3 separate regions of the Mus musculus genome follow, and regions 1 and 3 are each linked to region 2. Evidence: chromatin contacts called from public Hi-C data. All regions are on one chromosome and are shown on one strand. Each heading gives the region's core, a stretch centred on a gene start, on an enhancer-like site or on the middle of the called end of the contact. The rest is flanking DNA. Distances are from core to core; before and after follow the strand shown. Region 1 overlaps Ldb2 (LIM domain binding 2). Region 2 holds the start of Ldb2 (LIM domain binding 2). Region 3 overlaps Ldb2 (LIM domain binding 2).

Region 1 (2,700 bases), core at 140-2,639, 210 kb after region 2:
TGAAGCCATCCTGTGCTACACAGTGACATTCTGTCTCCATGACAAAAGCTCATAAACAATAAACATGAAACAACAATAAAAAAGATGATACATAGAGGTGATTTAGTAAGAGTATAAGGTCTTGGTGTTTGTCACCCACTCCAGAACCTACTAGGGTGTATGGCATATATAGCAGCTGGGTGTGCAATAGGTCTTTATTGAAGAAGTGAGTGAATGCATGCAACAGGAAGCTATGATGCTTCCACGTGGGTACTTTAAATTCTCCAGGATCAGGTTTAGTAATGATGGTGACAGAACGCTACTTTTGTTCCTGATGCCCATTGATCCATGGGTTCAAGCCACTATCTACTAAAGGCACACTTGCTTTCCCTTAAGCAATAAGCTTACAACTCTGGCCTAGGGACATTTGGTATCTGGTGCAAAATGTGGCTCTTGAACTTTGTCTTCAAATCTGTATCTTTCCCTGTATGATTGGGGATAATGCTAGTGCTCAACCACAAAACAAACAGCAGGATGTGAGCACTTGCGTTCTGTGGGGGAGTGCTACACAAACACACTATTTCAAGTCTGTCATCTACCATGCTTTCTCTTTGCATTGTGGTATGCTAACTGACCTTTCCTCTACCCACTAAAATCATGACAACCAACCAAAGCCATCTTCCAAGACTTTGCCAAGTGTTCACTGAGAAATGAAATTGTTCCTTGTTGAAATCTATGGGCCTGAAGATTCTGTGGAAACAATAAAATTTTATTGAGTTTTGATGACTTGTTTTTAATGAGAGTACTGTACACAGAAAAGTCTGGTAAGGATTACAGAGCGAGAGGTTCAGGGGCAGATGACAAAGCCAGTGAAATGTAGTCATTGCAGAAGTGTGGCTAATAAATCCTGGTAAATGGTCCCATTTTCTTCATTATCTTGAGCCTTTAGTTTCTAACCACTTACTTTTTTCATACAGTGCACCACATTTGTAACTTTTTCATGTGCATGTAACACACACACACACACACACACACACACACACACACACACACAAAATCATTCCTTCAGGGATGTTTAAAACTTCCCTCCTGCTTGCCTAAAATCAAAAATGAGCACAATAAGTTAATTAAACACAAATGAAAGTCAGGATACATTGGTCTTTGACTCATGAGCAACATTCACTTTTTTTTACCCAACAGATGAACATTTAAATGCAGGGAAAGTCGGGGATTAAAGCCTAATAAAATGTTGTATAAACTCTTAAGTCATGTTGACTTCAATGGTGAGATCATGCCAAGAAAGTTAATGGAGCCAGCTCCAGGGACGACGACCCCAGTGATTTATCCACTTCTGTACACTTCTAAGCAGAAACACATGTCTGCAAAAATGAGCCCTGGCAAACCAAAAAGAAAGATCAAACTGCCGAGTTGTATGGCAGGCCTTTTCTGCAAGTGTTGCGTGTTACTGTTATATTGAAGGGCAATCTTTGTCTTTATGTGACTGCAAAACCATACTGCAATAAGTTTGACACGTGCAAGAATGTGATCTTTTTTTGGAGTGTATTCCCCCAGGGAGTGCTGCTGTCCACGTTTCAAAGAGACCCCATCCTAAGAATCAGGTCCATCTGAGGATCTCTCTCAGTGAAAGAACTGTTTTGTTTGTTTTTGTGGGATTGTTTGTTTCCTCTTGAAGAATCAGTCCAGAATCTGTAATGAGAAGACAGCTCAATATGTTTGGGAAAATCAATAGCTTTGACTTTTAATCACTACCTTTCTGGCTCTCTGGGCATGTGGCACAGAAAAGACTATTTAACCATTCTCATTCCTAGTCTTCCTAAAAGTTCCCCACCACCAGTGGGGCGGGGAAAATGTAGAGAATTACAGAGTGGAGCATCCTCTGTGTAGGACTGACTTAACCCTCCTGTCCATCTCCTCAGCATCTAAACCAAAATCTCGTCCTCTGTAGGGACAAACATAGTGTCCTTTGATTGCTCCCCTGTTTTCAGACATTGTGAGTTAGCTGACTATATCTAAAACTTGGGAAGTTTCAATAAAGGCCTATAGATTAAACTTTAGGGAAAAACATTCATCTCTAACAATATTGGGGCCCTGTAGTTCCTTCCCATCCTCAAATTACATTATTCTTGATGTCTCCATCTGGTTTGCCTCACTTGTTCGTATTATTCATTGGATCTGTCTAAGGCTGAAGATTTTGGTCATATGGCACTTGCAGAGTTATGGAGACCAGTACATGTGAGGCTCTAAGGATGCTATGGTCTAGTGGTATACATGATGCCTTCAATAAATTCACCATCTTATTAAGGGCTTATTGTAAGTGATGATTTCAATTTAGGAGGAATTTATTGAATTCCTCCTCGGGATCTGGCACTGAGGATACAAACTTAATGAGATATAGCCCCTGCCCAAGAGGAAGCAACTCTGCTGACCTCTTCAACCCTATTGATTGGATTGGAGTTTCACTATCTCTGTTTCCAGCCCAGGTTGAGACCCATAATATGATTAATTTTTTATATTCTGTTTATGATACCATCGAGTTGAGCCCTAGTTTTTTGTTGTTGTTGTTTTGCCTTGTTTTCAATGTATTTATAACATAAAATAGTTGCAATGACTTTGCTAATGATAAATTTCATCTTTCTGTCACTTTGTTAAAAAAGGCCAACAGAAGCCAGGTTGTATCATTTCTTACTGAGGGGCAGGGGG
Region 2 (2,700 bases), core at 129-2,628:
GGGACAATTTTACTCCTGAATGTAAACCACAGATCTAACAGCACCTATTATTCCTCTGTTGGCTAGTGACTCTAAAATACCCCAAGCCATGACTGGGGCAGAAAGTTAATTAATCTGCTTATTAAAAAGAAGAAATGTCTCATTTGCATGCATTTGCATCCAGGTCTTACATTCCATCTTGTTTTTCTGTGGTCCCTTCCCCCTTCCCCCTTAAAGCCGCTGACTTAGCTAGGTGTGAACTCCTGCACTGAATTTTCTGGGGCTTGGCTTTGTTTAAGTGTCCTGTATATGAGTAAGTGTGGGGCCAATTGGATCTTTCCTAGATTCCCTAATTCTTTGTGGCAACTCTGCCCCCCTCCCCAGGGCTATTTGGGGTTTCTTCTAGTTGTCATGCACCACAATTAAGATTTATAGACTTGGCCACTCTGGGAAGGAAGCAAAGACCTTGTCCCCATCAGAGTTGGGCTTGTTACTTGGGGGGGCAATAAATTCAATTATCTGCAATTTCTTACTCAACTGAATTTTCCATGGACATTTCTATGGGATGCTTTTTCCTTTGCGTTTCATATCTTCCTGAGCAGTCTGCTTTTTGGATCCTTTTCTTGTCTTAGAAATACCTCTTAGAAATAAAAGCCCATTGCCTCTTGGATGGATTTTTAGATGGTTCCACATTCAGGTCTGGGTGATACTGTTTTTACCTGAGACTGTACAGGTAATCTAAATGTAGGCCCCCTAAAACCATCGTCAAAAGCAGGACAACCCCCTTTTGGGAGGTTAGGAAGGGGGCTGGGAATAGGAGTAGTTTGGAAGTCAGGGGGGAGGGGAATGCTAAGATACAGCTCAGCTTCCTATCCGAAGTACAGCAGGTACAGCCAAAACTCTGTTGGGAGATGAGAGCCCGGAGGAATCTTCCAGAGGGAGTGAATCACCAACCCCAAATCAGAGGGACCAGAGTGCCAGTGTTGTTGTGTTTGGGAGTCATCCCATTTCTGATACATTACAACAGTGTGGCTGTCAGGGGCGAGAGGCTTAGGCAGTGGGTGAACCCACCTCTCTGCTAACAAGCTTAGCAATGGGGGGGGGGGGGGGACTAAAACTCAGCCTTAGACTTCTTGTCAGACTAGGAGGAGAATTATATTTTTGAACTAGTCTACAGTGTGGACAGGAAATGACCCCTTCACCAACTGCTTCTTTAAAAACAAGCAGTTGGAGCCTCTAGCTATCCAGCTCTCTCTCTCTCTCTCTCTCTCTCTCTCTCTCTCTCTCTCTCTCTCTCTCTCTCTCTCTCAACTCACTCTCCCCCTTCTCCCTCCCTCCTTCTTCCCTCCCTTCCTCCCTCCCAACCTCCAACCTCCGCTCTCTCCCTCTCAGAGCTCCAGTGCTCCCTCCCCTCCCGCGCTCCCTCCCTCCCTCTCCCTCCTCGTTCCCTCTCCTCTCTCGCTATAGAGGGCTCCCACAGCACTTCCCAGCCAGTGTGCTCAGCCTGCCTGCCTGCCTGCCTCTGTGTGTGTCTGTGTGTGTGTGAGCGTGTGTGCGTGCGTCTACTTTGTACTGTGAAGAACACAGCCCATGTGCTCTGCATGGACGTTCCTGATACTCTATTAAGCTTGATTTTCGACAAGCAGGCAAGATGTCCAGCACACCACATGACCCCTTCTATTCTTCTCCTTTCGGCCCATTTTATAGGAGACATACACCATACATGGTACAGCCAGAGTACCGAATCTATGAGATGAACAAGAGACTGCAGTCTCGTACAGAGGTAAGTTCTTCAACCTTGGCGTGTGTTTGTGGATTTTTTAAAAAAAAACTGTGCATGGGCTTTTCCTGGGGTTCTTAGCTGAATTCTGTGGGAAGTGTCCCACCAGCTACTATCACGTAGGTGGATATAAGCACAGCTGGGTGAACCCTCGAGTTTGAATGCTGGGTTTCCAGCGACAGTAACTCTTGGAGCTGGGGACAGTTTCTGCCGGAATCTTAGTATCTGGAAAGAGACAAGCCACTTGGTTCACATGCCGAGTCTCTAGAAATTCAGGTTTCCCAGAACTCTGATGTTTACAGGCTTAGAGATGGTCGTGTTTGTTGAGATATAGACTGCAAGAGATTTTGTGGATGTTTGCGTCTGTGTTGTGTGTGTAATATCATGTATACATATATTCATATATTTACAAGTTCCAGAGGAAGTCTGGTTTGACCTGAACTTACTTTTTCAAAGTGACTAAAATTGAGGTAAAAGGGACAAGAGAGCAGCCTTGTGTACTTTTCAGAACTCCCTGGAGGTGGGCTCAGGGAAGACACACACGTTTGCCTGTGTTAAATTCAGAGACAGGTTGACTGAGGAAGTGGGGTCCTCTTGTCTCTCTGGTGGTTGTGCCTCCCAAGGCTCTACCTTGGGACAGGAGTTAGCTCCCCATTCAAGCCAGAAGCAGTTGAGTGCATTTGGGATCTCCAGAGAGAGGGAGGCTGAGCCTCTCAGGCAGTGAGCCAGTCCAGGGACTTCTTCAGAACTTTCTAAATGCAAAACTCCAGACTCCTCTTTCACAATTTAAATATTTAATTTTTCTCTGGGCTGCCCGAGTGGCAAAGCACTCTGCTGCCGGGTGCTCATCTGCCTGTAAGGTGGGACTTGGTGTTGAAGTGTTTATTGTAGGTGTGTCTAAGTCTCTTGAAGAAATAGAAGTCTCTGGGAATTGAGTTTTC
Region 3 (2,700 bases), core at 77-2,576, 250 kb after region 2:
ATACACATAAATGAAAAAATAAAATACTTTTGAAAAAAATTAAAAATCAAATAAGGACTTGTTTTTTTCTCACTGTTGTAGTCCCTAGCCCTGAACTGAACATGGCCTGACCTCTGCACAGGAAACCCATGAGTACACATAGCAGGTTTAAAATTGGCAGACTATCTAAACTGACAGGCCAAGTCCACATTCCTTTGTTTGCCAAACATCTCCTAAGTAGCTATTTACATCACAAATATGCTGTGATGCTTAAATGTTGCAGGAATGTTTTCCAGGAACTACACTTGACAGACAATAAAATTAAGGATTACAGATCAGTAGTATGTCTCAAAGTCTGTGTGCAAGGAGTAGGGGGGATATACCAGTAAATCAGTATATATTTAACACAACTGTGCTCTGTGCTGACCCTTTATGCATGGGTGCTGTTAGTACACCTTACTGCTTTCTTCTGTTGCTCATTGCTGCCCTATTGGACAGATGAAGAATCTGGAACTGAACAGGCAAAGGCCCTCTGTTTGTGCTCAGAACATATCTAAAGGGCACAGCCAGTGTATGAATGGAAGCCCGTTGATGCACAACACAACTCGTATACATTTATAGTTGCTCTGCGTGCACAAGGGAGACCTTAGCAAAAAAGAAAGGAAAAAGGTGCTGCTCAGCCAGAGGGTGCCACGCTACAGTGGGACCTGAGGATGCCTAAGAGTGTGGATCAAATGGGAGAGAAAGATTTCTGAAGACATCATATGTGCAAACAATGCTGAGCAAAGAGATGAAGCCAAGGAGGAGCTCCAAGCTCCAGCTAGTGTAGCTTTGAACCAGACAAGCTCCTTCTGGACTTCAGACCCCTGCAAAAAGTGTTACGTACAAGAAGAGTCCATCTTAGTTCCTACTTAGCACCTGTGAAGGGGTGTTTGCTATTACAGCCAGCCCTCCAGAGGACCAGGATTCGCCCTACTGCCGTCCCTCAGCAGAAACAACATTGCTTCTTCCCCACTCTTAGAATTGCTAAAGCCCGTTAGGACCTGGCCTACATTAAGTTGAAAATCACAAGCACACATCTGCTTTTTTGTCAGCCAGATAAAATATGCTGATATTCAAATGTGAAACGGAATAACTGGTTGTCTCCACTGGGCTGAGTTGGGACAGCTCCGTCAAACATACTGAAATGATTTCATGAGAATTCCTGAAGTTTGGCAAGAAAATGCAAGAATGAGTTTACTTCTCAAGGCTGCAGTTTTGCTTTCACTTCGGCAAGGTCAGCGGCTTGCAATGAAATCCTGGAGATCACAGGAAGCAGTCAGCGGAGATGGTTCATCTACAGCAGTTGCCTAGCAAGCCAATGACGGTGACTAACAACCATCATTGCTGACGCATGATCACTGACATGGTGGCAGACACACGCTGTGACCTAAATGGTGGAAGTTGTAAAATTTGACAGTAATAAATGGGCATAAGTTGGTGGCAACCCTTCAAAGCGTAACTCTTGGTTTCTAGTAAAATGAAAACATGTATTTCCCTTCTCATTGTTTAAAACAAAACAGAAAATATGGAAGCTCCAAATAATAAGTAAAACAGCCATACTCAGATGGTACTTTAAAATTCTGTGCGATGCCTTAGGTGGTAAAAAGGCTTTCTGTGAGTGCCAGGCAACCAGAGCTCCATCCCAAGAATACAAACAACAAGCCAGGTGTGATGATGTGCATCAGCAATTTTAGCACTCCAAAGGAGAGAGGGGAGACATAGGCAGAAAAGTTACCCAGAGCTTATGAGTCAACTAGATATTAAAGCTAACCACCATATATAACCACACACACAGAGTATGAATATATATATATATATATAGAGAGAGAGAGGGGGGGGTCATATGTCTGTGTGTATAATTAAAATATCTAGAAGACAAAGTGACATTGCTATCAAACACGACCTGAGGTGACGGCATTGATGAATATTGGTGCTGAAGATATTGGTGACTATAGAGCATCCAGGAAACTTGAAACTTTTTAGTGTCTGTGTTAGTAGTAGACGTTCACACAAACAAGCCTTGCTATTTTAGTTTCATAAAACCCTTACAAAGTATTTTTTTTTAATTCCAAAGTTCAGATTTATTTTCCTCAGATGTAACAACTCCCCTCGTGTCACTTCTGAGGCCCGGAGAACATATGCCAAAGCTCTTCCATCCAAAGCATGCAGGAAGGAGACTGTGGTGCCCATGTGATGGGCCTCTGGCACCATGTTGTCAAGGGTGAAGACAGGGCACAAGTTAGACATAGCCTGTTTTTACTGCTCACGTTGAAAGGCAGATTTCCTACCTGGAGACTTAGTCTGTGAAATAGAGAGAACAAGGGATGTGACCTTTGAACCCTGCGGCAAAGCAGTCCCCAACAGAAAGTAAAGTCTGCTTCCTTGCCCACTCCACATCCAGAGAACAGTCGGGCCTAGTGAGCCCCTAGCAAGTGCGTGAAAGATAGAGTGCTGCTTGCTTGGACATGGATTATTATGTGACTAACAGAGTAATGACCTGGGATAGAAGCAGGGTACCTCTCTGTCATGTGTAAGGCCTTGGTGTGAGTCCCAGGGTCCTAAGAAAGGAAAAAGCTCAGAGGACCTTATCCTCAGACACAGAGCTATAAACAACTGGAAAATGCTGAGAGTTATCTAATACCAAGTGTCAGCCCTGAGATTATAGTCACACAAGTAACA

What was found. A called contact is a pair of places that touch in the nucleus more often than the background predicts.
Region 1: a contact with region 2 is called in a Hi-C map of uterus, with 2.9 times the contacts expected there. The contact joins the enhancer-like site here to the promoter of Ldb2 in region 2. A contact is called at or near these places in 5 of 484 Hi-C or Micro-C datasets (nephron progenitors and uterus) and 2 of 9 other capture datasets (adipose tissue and liver).
Region 3: a contact with region 2 is called in a Hi-C map of uterus, with 2.1 times the contacts expected there. The contact joins the enhancer-like site here to the promoter of Ldb2 in region 2. A contact is called at or near these places in 2 of 39 promoter capture datasets (cranial neural crest and hippocampal neurons), 1 of 484 Hi-C or Micro-C datasets (uterus), 1 of 115 datasets of contacts at active chromatin or transcription factors (embryonic midbrain) and 2 of 9 other capture datasets (adipose tissue and liver).

What each region holds. Positions count from the first base shown.
Region 1 is chr5:44,585,375-44,588,074 of GRCm38.p6, reverse strand. All of the region lies in intron 2 of Ldb2 (LIM domain binding 2), which reads left to right. Among named protein-coding and RNA genes, the nearest start is that of Gm40297, 160 kb to the right of the region's middle. Within about 2 kb of position 1,389, at least 15 of the 459 cell types and tissues checked have an H3K27ac peak or open chromatin away from gene starts, as enhancers often do. A contact at or near this core is called in uterus, where this site is marked.
Region 2 is chr5:44,798,424-44,801,123 of GRCm38.p6, reverse strand. Ldb2 (LIM domain binding 2) reads left to right here and starts at 1,378. Exons shown (of 8, transcript NM_010698.4): 1 at 1,378-1,762. The coding sequence starts at 1,631.
Region 3 is chr5:44,550,882-44,553,581 of GRCm38.p6, reverse strand. All of the region lies in intron 2 of Ldb2 (LIM domain binding 2), which reads left to right. Among named protein-coding and RNA genes, the nearest start is that of Gm40297, 120 kb to the right of the region's middle. Within about 2 kb of position 1,326, at least 39 of the 459 cell types and tissues checked have an H3K27ac peak or open chromatin away from gene starts, as enhancers often do. A contact at or near this core is called in adipose tissue and uterus, where this site is marked.